Regions from separate parts of the Sus scrofa genome. Here region 1 is linked to region 2. The links are chromatin contacts, called in public Hi-C maps. All regions are on one chromosome and are shown on one strand. Each heading gives the region's core, a stretch centred on a gene start, on an enhancer-like site or on the middle of the called end of the contact. The rest is flanking DNA. Distances are from core to core; before and after follow the strand shown.

Evidence for each region. A called contact is a pair of places that touch in the nucleus more often than the background predicts.
Region 1: a contact with region 2 is called in a Hi-C map of liver, with 12 times the contacts expected there. The contact joins two enhancer-like sites. A contact is called at or near these places in 9 of 47 Hi-C or Micro-C datasets (embryonic fibroblasts, heart right ventricle, liver and 4 more) and 2 of 2 datasets of contacts at active chromatin or transcription factors (alveolar macrophages and skeletal muscle).

What each region holds. Positions count from the first base shown.
Region 1 is chr13:131,258,264-131,264,109 of Sscrofa11.1, forward strand. All of the region lies in intron 1 of LOC110256390 (a long non-coding RNA gene), which reads right to left. Among named protein-coding and RNA genes, the nearest start is that of CPN2, 77 kb to the right of the region's middle. Within about 2 kb of position 4,303, at least 27 of the 83 cell types and tissues checked have an H3K27ac peak or open chromatin away from gene starts, as enhancers often do. A contact at or near this core is called in liver, retroperitoneal adipose tissue and subcutaneous adipose tissue, where this site is marked.
Region 2 is chr13:130,997,712-131,003,413 of Sscrofa11.1, forward strand. No RefSeq gene overlaps it. Among named protein-coding and RNA genes, the nearest start is that of HES1, 140 kb to the right of the region's middle. Within about 2 kb of position 2,895, at least 43 of the 83 cell types and tissues checked have an H3K27ac peak or open chromatin away from gene starts, as enhancers often do. A contact at or near this core is called in liver, retroperitoneal adipose tissue and subcutaneous adipose tissue, where this site is marked.

The DNA.
Region 1 (5,846 bases), core at 3,053-5,552, 260 kb after region 2:
GTGACAAGCAAAGGATGCTAAGAGATGAGCCTGGGGAGTCCGGTGGAGAATAGTCCTGGAACTGGACTTTGGCCTGCTATGAATGGAAAGGCACTGGAGATTTCAGAAGCTGAGCAGAACAAGGCCGGACTTGTCATTTGAAGCATAAGCCTAGTAGCACAGTGGTTAAATTGATGGACCTGGAAGCCACTGGAAGCAGCTACCGAAATGACATAGGTGAGGACAATGACCACGCAGGGGCATGCAGAGGAGGGAATGGTAGCAGCTCTGGTAGCTGCTGGTGTCAGGAGGGAGAAAGCCTCATTCACAGATGACCTTTGATTTCTGACTTGGGATCTGGAGAGCTGGAGAAGGAAAAGCGGCTTGGGAGGTAGAGGACAGAAATGAGGAGGTCTGTTTTGGACAGTGAGTTTGGGGTGGTTATAGGAGAGCCGCATGGGGAGACTCCTGCCAAGCTGCCTGGGTCTCCATAACCCCATTTTTTCCGGGCTAAGGGCTATCTTTCCATTTATCCTCATAATATCCCCTCTGTATGTCAGGGAAGATGCTGAGGCTGAATCTGCAAGCTGACTCTGAGCATAAAGAGACTTCCAGCAGTAACACTATTTTCTTCCAAGAGCAACTGCCACCATTTCTTCAGCACTTACTGTGTGTCCAGCACTGGGCCCCCAGCTTTTCATGCGTAGTCTATTTATCTCACAGAACGATGTGAGGTAGTCTGCACCCTATCTCTCATACAGGCAAGCTGAGAATTAAGACTGAGAAAAAAAGTAAGGGACATGCCCAAGTTTTCACAGCTAGAAAATAGCAGAACTGGTGTTTAAATCAGGCCTGCAAATTAGCTCCCAATGAGCTTATACGCAGCTATATGATACTGCTTCCAGATGAGAACCTGAATTTAAATCTAACTAGTTCTATAATGGTTTCATTTGCAAATTCACTCATTCATGTATTCACTTGTGGAATTAACACTGGACTCCTATTAAGCACAAAGTATGAACAACATCAAGGCAGAGTCCCCATCGTGGTGCAGAGGAAAAGAATCCGACTAGGAACCATGAGGTTGCAGGTTCGATCCCTGGCCTTGCTCAGTGGGTTAAGGATCTGGCATTGCTCTGAGCTGTGGTGTAGGTGGCAGACTCAGCTCAGATCCTGCATTGCTGTGGCTGTGGCGTAGGGCGGCAGCTGATGCCAAGGAGAGTGACTAAAGCAACGGGCAGGCTTTACCCAGGAGGAGGTTTTCAAAACAGGCTTTGACAAAATGATGAGATGTTAGCAGCCCACGCCAGCCAGAGTGCTCACACACCCCTTCCCAGCCCCCTTCCCCCAACTTCCACCCTCCCTCCCACCCCCATGCGCCTGTGCTTGAATGCATACAGTCCAGAATAAGGTAGGAGACAGAGAAACAGTTGTGCACGTGGAGAGTCATCATCCAAGTTCTCTTTCTGGAGCATCACAAGTCATGGCAGTGTTTCTGGCTCTGCCGTTGCTGAGCTGCAGGACCTTGAACAAATTTACTCGCCTCCTGGTCCTCACCAGCCTATCAGCTTGTGCAAGGCAGATGTGTGTGTGTGGGGGGGTGGAAATCTCTGAGTGACTGGTCAAAAATTTAAGCACTCTGTCCTGCTGTATAGCACTGGAACTGTATCTACTCACTTATGATGGAGCATGATGGAGGATAACATAAGAAAAAGAATGTATATATGCATGTGTGACTGGATCACTTTGCCGTACAGTGGAAAATCAACAGAACACTATAAACCACTATAAACCACTATAATGGAAAAAATAAATATCATTTTAAAGAAAATTTAGGCGCTCTGCAAATCCTGGGGGTCTTTCAGATGGTTGTATGCACACAGACTGCCTTGAAGATAATCACACGTAGCGCTTGGAAACAAAACTCTTAGCCCTGAACGCAAAGTTGCCTTTGTCCCCAGCGGACCACATTCTATTTTCTATCAATTCCCTCACAATGCAGCTTGGTAGGTTATAAAAGAGCCTCTCCTTGAGAGGAGTCATTTTCATGCTGGGAACATGCAGACACCCCGCCCCGGGAGATGACAGTGTGTTTTCCCGGAGGTGGAGGCAGCCTGCAGATTGGATCTGATCTGAGTTTATGCCGGAGGTCTGAACCCAAGGGAACACATTTGTGTCTGGAAGCGGGTCTTTGCAGAGCCTCAGCCAGCTGGCTCAGCTCTGCTAGACGCTGTGTTCCCTGCTCCCTCACCCTTCCTCCAGGAAGCACCTCTTCTGGCCCAGCCTCGATGATGCTTTTCCGTTCACGCCCTTCAACCCACATCCCCGGCTGGCCGAGGGGGAGCCCGCCCGTGCTGTCAGTGCCGCCCGCGGCACCTGGCTCGCCTCCCTCCACGCTTGGCCAAAGCCTCAGACGCAGAAGAAACCAGAGCTGGCTCAGCTGGCCAGCGCCCGGGCTTCCTGTCCAAGTGTTTGCGGCCGGGCTTCCTGCTGACGGAAGGGCAGCGCTCCTCTGACATCCCAAGCGGTGGCTCCCAGGGCCCCGGCCGCCGAGCACATCCAGCTGGCACCCGGCGCAGGAGCCATGGCTGCGCTCCGTGCAGCTGTCAGATGACATTCACAGGGACGCTGGGGTCAGGCCTGGAGAGCTATAAAGGGGATTCCTTTGGGGAGGGAGGAAGCTGTGAATCAGACCAGAAACCCGGGAGCTCAGGCTTGTCCTGGGCAGGCGGCCAGACCACGCCTCGCAGGCCCCCCCCTCTGACAGACCCCCTTGCTTCATGTGGGCCCACCTCCCTGCCACCTGCGCTCTTTCCCAGTGAGAGCCTCCAGCACATGGCTTCCCTCCGCCCCAGGTGGACTGGGAACGGGGCCACGCACCCAGATGATAGCCCACCCGGGCTCTGACCCCATGCCCTTGAGGAATTTAGCTTCACGGAGAATCAGCTTCCCCTTCACAAGTGGAAACTGGAGAGTGAGAATATTTTCAGAGTGTTCCATGTTTATTTTCCCACGTTTCAAGGGCGGCGACATAGGAAACGGGGTCAGACTTGTTCTCTCTAGCTCCAGAGGTCAGGACAAGCATTCTACGGAGGCAGAATTCAGTTTAAATAGGGGAAAATGAAACCCCCGAACAGGCCATCCCCTAAGTAGTGAGCACCCTGTTGCTAGACTTTAAGCTCTGCGAGGGTCGCTGTCTGTCTTCATTCCTGCCAGAGGACCAAACCAGCACGGTGCCTGCCTAAGAGTAAAGGCTCCAAATCTTTGTGGAAGAGAGGAGTGAAGGCGGATAGAAAAAACAGGGAGGGGTCTTCCCACTGCCTCTCAATAGTAACGAACCTGACTAGGAACCATGAGGCTGCGGGTTCGATCCCTAGCCTTGCTCAGCGGGTTAAGGATCCGGCATTGCCGTGAGCTGTGGTATAGGTCACAGATGCAGCTTGGATCCCACGTTGCTATGGCTCTGGTGTAGGCCGGCAGCTGCAGCTTCGATTTGACCCTTAACCTGGGAACGTCCCTGTGCCATGGTGCAGCCCTAAAAAGAAAAAAAAAAAAAAAAAAAAAAAAACCCAGGAGGGAAAGAGAGGTGGAAAGAAGGAAGAAGAGAGAAAAAGACGAAAGGAGAAAAAGGGGAAAGGATCATCTTCGAGAAGATTCCTCCTTTAGGAGAGAGTTTGGACAAGCTGACTGCAATTGTCTTTTGGACTCAATGATTACAAGACAAGGATTTTAAGCACCCACTCCAAGGGGACACATCAACTCCAAAACCAGGCCGAGCAATTCTCTTGTGACACTGTGTTCATAGGCACAGGCCTTGCCACCCGAGCACTCTGTGGTCTACAACGCCCCCAAGACAGACACAAACACACACACACACACACACACACACACACACACACACACACACACACACACAAGTTGTCCCTCACTTCTACAGAATCCTGAAAAACACAGAGTCTGCATTTGAAAGACGTAGAGCCAGAGGTTCAAAGACGGCATGTGACTTGTCTGAGCTGAGACTTAGCCTCAGGTCTCCTGACCCTGAGTCCAGTAATAAGCAGGCTAGTCTGCCTTCCTGCCTGCCAAAGAGCTGTCTGCCCCTGAAGACAGCTATCATGGTCTCACACGAAACTGAAGCACCAGAGGTTGCCCTATCCTTTGAAAAAATGTAGAGGAAACAGATCTTCCTAAAAACAACAACAACAACAAAAAAAAAAACACTTCCCTTTCCCGGCCTGGCTCCCAGCAGGATAAGGCTTGGGCACGACCACTAATTGCAGTAACCGGCAGAGGATCTGGGACTCTTTCCAGAGGCAAGTTTACTTTCTAGGGCCAGCTCTCCAGAGCACTGGTTGGAAAGATGTGTTCTTTTCCAAAGGTCTGACTAGCTGGAGATTAGGCGGGTCATTTGCCTGTCTTCTGTCCCTCTGTGTTCCTCTCTCACAGGGGGCTGACCCCTGTCGGCCACATTCCCCACCAAGACTGGTTTCTACCCTCGGCTCCCCACCGCCCCCGCCCCCGGGGGGAAGGACAGAGGGTAGAAACCAGCCTTTCTCTCTGTCTCTCCCTTTATCTGGAGCATCACCTCTGGGGTCCCAATTCCTGCCAGGGGACTTCTGCCAGGGTTCCAGCTCTCTCTGAGTTCTGGAAACACAACCTCTTCTCTGCCCTTCCAGCAGGAATGGGGCCATTTTCTTGTGGCTGCTACTCTCAAGGCTGCCTTTCACCCAAGTCTGCCCTTTCCTCTCTTCCAAGGTCTTCACAGCTAGCTTCCCTCTGCTGAGGTTTCCGGAATGGGCTATGTCTCCCCCCTGGACTCTGACTGACTCCATGTCAGTGTGGGTGGGTTGAGACCCAGCGCAGAGAGGGTTAAATGGATGGCAATATGGGACTCTCTCTAAGGACCACCTTAAAGAGAGTCAGGTAGTACCTGAGGAAGTACCAAGAGAGTCAGGTAGGCAGGCCAGGAGGCTCCTGAGGAAGCTACCTGTGTATGAGGAGGCAGGCCAGGGCCACCCTGGCTCTGCATGGGAACCAGAGGACCTGGAGTCAGCCCACTGTCCCATCGCAGGCCCCTTCCCCTCTCACAAGGCCCCACCTGCCCAGCATCCCTCAGTGCTAGGACACAATCAGTGCTTCTCACACATGTGGGCCAGACGGCAGGACTCAGCCTCTCAGAGCTCTGAGCAAGCCAAGATTCTAGGTCCAGAAGCTTCTAGGTCACCTCCATCGAAGCGGAAAGAAGGGCTCCCTCAGCACCATCAGCAAAGAAAGCAGGTGTCTTTCCTCCCCACTCCCAAACTCATGGCATCTGGGACTCAAAAAGAAGAGTCACAGTCTCTTCCTGCCCCCACCTCACCCCCAAGGCCCCTCACTCTCCTAGGCTGAGGTCTAATCGGGACTTTTAAGAGTCCCGCCTAGGCAGAGACCCAAGGGGAGGCTGTGTTCTCTGAAACTATTATTCATGAGCACAGATATATCATGTAGAAAGGGAGAAAGCTGAGACTCACCTTTAGATTTAGGTGGACCTACTACATGCTTGCCACGGAGATAAGTACTTACACGTAGTCTGTGTCATTTCATCAATCGATAAAAGGGGAGAATAAGACCCCCCCCCAAAATGCATCAGCCTCTGTTCAATGTATCTTTACTGGGTACCTGCCAGGTACTAGGCATTCTGCAAGGATGATTTGACTACAGTTCCTTCCTTCTAGTCAAGAACCTGAGGTCTGGAATCAGCTAGACCCACCTGGGTTTGAATCCAGACTCCAGCAGTTAGTATTTATGTGACCTTGAGCAAGTGACGTGTGCCCCGAGCCTCAGATTCTGCATCTATGAAAAGGATATAATGATAAGAGTCTAGTCTC
Region 2 (5,702 bases), core at 1,645-4,144:
CAAACCTCCACCATGGCAGCAACCTGAGCCACAGCAATGACAACACTGGATCCTTAACCTGTTGAGCCACCAGGGAACTTCAGAGCACCCTTTATCTTAATATCATATGAGTGCATTTTGGTCCTCCTTATTTAATTATAAGTTACCTTATTTACTTCTGTGGCTCTCCCTCTTATGTGTATAGCACAGTACAAAGTATAGGGCATTTTTAGATACTTTCATGAGAATCTACCCTGTAAATAATTTGCTGATATCCATCAGTTATACCCCTTATGATGCCTGAGGATTGACAGCATACTGGTAGTTGCTAAGATGGCCTAACATTTCCTGCTCAGTGGCCAACCATGCCTCCTTGGATCCGTCTTCCACTCCCATGGATAAAGAAGACTCCCATCAGTCTTCTTCCATACAGTATTTGAGATATTCAGGTATGGCTACTACACAGTTTTTCTTACAACATCACTCAGAAGGTGTAAGATGAGTTCTTCAGCTGTCAAAGTCAATGAACATTAACCTTCTCTCCCAAAGCATCAATAGCCATAACAACATTACCCTCACCTGCAAATGCCCTGAGTCTGCCCATAATAGCCTCATTAAGTCATCATAAAAAAATACAAAACTATTGTATATGTGTGTACATAACATCTCTTAATGATGGCAACCCCTGGAGAAGGTGATGGTGAGTTGAAGAGTCTATGGTGGTGGCAGAATTTTCATTATGTACTTCTGAATCACTTCAAGTTCGAGTCATGTATTACTTTTCCAGTTAAATTCTTAAAAACTAGTCCTAAACAAACAAAAATTCAACAAAGAACAAGACACAGTCCTGACCCCCTTAGCAGTGGTGCTGACAGGTACCTGTAGTTGATGCCTTACCCTTTGGAATCAAATGTCCACCACCATGCCATTGGCCCTATGGAAAGCCTCACTGAAATCAATATGGATTACACAATGAAGTGCCTGGCTCTTGTCCCTCACAGCCCTATCCCCATAACTGGGGCAACAAGACTTCCAGCTACGCCTGGGCCCGAGGACTAATCCTACTTCTCCTCTGGAGGGATTTTAAGGGACTCCAGGCTTGGATGACTTTGCCTTTGTGTTCTTTTGGCAAAGTCAGTCCAGATCTTCTCTGGTGGGGATAACATACCATCTTCATTTTTAGCTTGCTTGATTATGAAATCCATCGAGGGGTAAATGAGACACCTATAAGATCAGAAGCTTTCTCTCTCCATGTATTCATCAAATGCAGTTATTAAAAAACTGTGTGCAGGATATTAAACCAGGCCTGAGGCAGAAGTGGGTGACAAGAGGAAGGAGTAGCCCAGTGCCTTCGAGGAGCTCACAGTTTAATTTTTTTGTTGTTTTTTAGGGCCACACTTGCGGTATATGGAGGTTCCCAGGCTAGGGGTCAAGTCGGAGCTACGGCTGCTGGCTTACACCACAGCCACAGCAACGCAGGATCCGAGCAGTGTCTGAGCCCTATACCCCAGCTCACAGCAATGCCGGATCCTTAACCCACTGAGCAAGGCCAGGGATCAAACCCACAAACTCATGGTTACTAGTGGGATTCATTTCCACTGTGCCACAGCAGAAACTCCTGGGAGCTCACGTTTTAGTAGGAAAGACAGAGGGAGCCCAAATCCAAGCGCTTTACTGAGTACAAGCAAGAGTGAGAGAGGAGAGGAGGAGGAAGGATTGCTTTTAGTCATTGGCAGTGAGATAAGGAGCAGTCCAGGAAGCTTTCAGGAGGGGATGACACTGTTAAGACTTGAGTGCTGGCAGGATTTCAGCAGCTGCAGATAGAACTTTCCAGATCAAGGAAATGGCCTGGGAAGGTGACCTTGTTTTCACATAGTATAGAGGTTCTGCACTGCTGCTCTCCCGTTCCTTAGAGAAAGAACACAAAACGGAAGGTGAAAGGAGCTGGGCCTGGAGTACCTGGGACTGCCTGTAGAGGTTCTTTCTGTTTAAATGTGCCTTCCTCTCGCTATCCAGTCTGTCTTATGAAAACTACTCTTCAAGCCCCAGCCCTCATCACTCTCCTTCCCAGGACAAGACACTCTGTCTTTTCCAGGCAGGACTGGCTGTCCTGGCTACTGCACTCTCACTGCTCCCTGTCAGTTCTAGAACATCAGGGAAACTCAGAAGTCAGGTACCTAGGCTCTGGCACCTTTCTGCCTGGGTTCAAATCCCAGCTCAGTCATTGACTTCCGAGTTGTCTCAAGCAAGTCACTGGCCCTCTGTGGACCTTCCTTTTACGATCTGTAAAATATGATTGTACAGGGACCTCCCTCCAAAAACCTCCCAGAGGATTAAACAAGGTAATGCCCCAAGGCATTAAAGCAGCCCTGCCTTAGTGGCCTGCTTTAATTGTCTGCTACTTCGAGCCTCCCCACCCCCGGCCCTGCTAACTCTTTCAGGACGGTCTGTGCTTGTGACCTTGAGAATCTTGAGGGTCAGGGACACGGCTCTTAATCTCTGAACCAGTCTCTCATCCTGTCTCTCTGCTTCTCTCTCTCCTCATACTTAGAGGTGTCCTGCAAGAGGTGTACAATTACTACCTTCGCAAGGGACGAACAAAATAGGGTCATGAAAAGGGAAAAAAAAAAATTGAGTCAAGCCCAGATGCAAAGAGAGACGAGAGATGGATGGCGAGGAGCTTAGAAACGTCAATGGCGGGATGAGAATCCGCCACACCTTCAGAAGAGAAAAATCCCTATCACCCTTTTTCCATCTCGACACGGGGACAGTGCGAATAGAAATTCATTCCAACAGTAGTTTTCTCGGCCTCGCCAGCGGCCCCGGGCGCTCCCTTTCCCTCCCCCGCGGGGCGGTCCTGCCCTCCCCCGCCAAGGAACGGCCGCGGCCGCAACCCTGACCTCGGCTCCCACGCGGGGCAACAGCCGGGCAGCCGGCGGGCGCGCGGGCGGGGCAGGAAGGGGGAGACGCGGCTCCGGGCGCCCGATCCTTAACTGCAGCTTCCAAACCCCTGCCCGATCCTAATCAGTGTGGGAAAGGAGCACAGGCCGGCCCGCCGGCCGGAGCCGCCGCCTCTTTTCATAAACTTTATCGCCGCGCGCAGCCGCTGATAAAGCACCGTAAATAAACGAGCGCGGGGTGTGCGGCGGCCCCAGGCTGCCTGCGCCCGCCCGCCCGGCCGGCCCCGCCGCCCCCGGGGAAATGAATCACACGCCGCCCGCCGACTTGGAAAGAGTTGCCGGCTCTCCTCCTCTCCAGACCAGCGCCATAAATCATCAGGCGTTCCTCCCCTCCCCAGAACCCCCTCACCTTTTGTTTTATGGATTCAATTAAAAAAAAAAAAAAAGCACAGGAGTTTTCTTTCTGGCTACCAGGCCACCCCTCCTCGTCCGGGGAGTTAAGTGTGTTGCCCTGGGTTATCCTCTTGCCTCAGGTCAAACTCCTCGGTCCTGGCTCCGACTGGGGCCAGTGCCTGTTTGCACAAATCCCCTTGGGCTCCTGCACAACTTCGGGTGGGCTGGAGCCGGGACCGGGAGTGGAGAGGCGAGACTTGAAGTCTCTGGTGGCAGGTGATGAGAACAGGTTCCCACAAAAGTGGACTTGGGCGCGCGCATGTGTGGATGCATAGCTGGCTTCGGCCAAGTCCTAGGAGGGGCTCTGGATTCGAGGCTGGGCCGGCACCCAAAGAATTTAGAGGTCAGGGGACTAGGGTCTGTGCAGTGTCCTGCCTGCAGAGGAAGCGAGGGTGCCTCCTGCACGTCAGTGAAAGTGTGTTCAAAAGTCCCTTACATGCCGTTGGCACAGATCTTTTGATCTGCATTCTTAAGTTCTTGAAATTTTGCTGCAGGGGGGTGGGGGTGGGGGCTGTTGGTGGGGGGGGGTGTAGTGGGGCGGGGGTGGTTGAGTGTGGGGGGTGGTGCACATTAACCCACAATACAATTTGGAGATGGAAGTTTGACAGCAGACTCCCTGAGTATGAACAAAGACAGAAAGATAGGGTGTGCAGAGCAGCTGAAGCACATGGCTCAGTCACAAGACCAGGTCTCTTGTCCAGCTCTGCTACCTCCTGGCTCTGGGCCCTAGGCAGCCGCCCCTTGCTGGTTTCATCATCTGTCTGTCTGAGTGAATAATATACATTAAGAGGTCCTCCAACTTTCCTAGTTTGTAGAAAATAGCATCCTTCTTATGAATCACATTTCTGAGGTGTCTTATCACAGGTCCCCCTGAAGAAACACTGTTTTGTCCCCTTAGAAGACATCAGGGGTAGTTTCTGTGACTGACCCCTTCTTAGTGAGCTGAACACCAGACTTAACTCCTTGCTCAAGGAGGTTAGGGAGGTCCGAGGACCCCTCAGCCAAAATGGAGTCTGCCTGTGAGGCAGAAAGACATTTGAATGTCTTTCTAGAGCAAACCCAGCATATTCCAACAGCATCAGCCCACTGCCTCTCTGGTCCCCAGATCTAAGCTGTTTCTTTTGGAATGTTCTGCTCCTCATGGGAGGGACTGTTCGGCTCAGAACATTTAGTCGGAAAAGTCAGTGTCTCCCTCCATGGGAAGTAAGACTGGGGAGGAAAGAACTTTCTGAGGGCAGCTCTGGAGAAAGCGTCCTGAGGAGATTCGGGGGGGGGGGGGGCGGGTGGTTAGGGTGGCCATCCCTCCAGCCGTGGCCAAGAGGAGAGGCTCACTCATGAAAAGGAAAAATGGACAAAGGCCTGCTTCTTCCAGAACGCCTTCCTGACACTACAACGTGTCCCAGGGGACCGTGTGGCCCCCAAACAGGCTTTACTTCCTGCTCTCTGGACAGAAGGCCACTCAGTTTCACTTCCTTCATTTGCATAATGTCAAGAAAAATGAGTCATACTGAATTGGCATTTGTTTGAAAATATTGGCAAGAGGCTCCCCAACCGAGATGGGGGCTATTTCTCAGAAAGGAATCAACACTCCCTCGATCACTGATGTATTACGTGAGTGTGATCAAGCTTCAGTTTCAAGCCTCAGTGTTCCCCATCCATGGGTCCTGATGATTTTTAAGATTTCTTTCCACCCTGTCATACTGGGACTCTAACACACATGGGACAATCATAGGTAGAAGTAAGATTTTAAATTTTCCAGAAGAGAGGTAGGTAAGGGAAATATCTAAATGCGACTCCTCTACAGTTGCTCATGCTTTCTAGTTTGTTTGCTCTTGTGGGCGTCACCAACTGGGGGCGGGGGGAAACTCACTTAAAAAAAATAGGGGATAAGCTTCCTAAAATCAGGCTCATCTGCCAATTATTTTACAAGAATAGAAGCTCTAGGATAGTGGTTTTGAATCTTTTGCAATCACAGAACTTTGTACAATTTTTTTTTTTTTAGGGCTGTACCCTCGGCATATGGAGGTTCCCAGGCTTGGGGTCCAATCAGAGCTGTAGCCGCCGGCCTACACCAGAGCCACAGCAACACAGGATCTGAGTCATGTCTGCAAACTACACCACAGCTCACAGCAACTCCGGATCCTTAGCTCACTGAGCGAGGCCAGGAATCGAACCTACCTCCTCATGGATGCTAGTCAGATTCTTTAGCTGCTGAGCCATGAAAGGAACTCCAAAACTTTGTAGAATTTGATGAAATCTCATGCTCCTCCCTCTTTCCTCCCCTCTCCAAATCACATTCATACTTGTCCCTGCAGATCATGTCAGGGGTTCACAGACCCTTGAAGTCCCATCCAAGGACCCTGCTAAGAA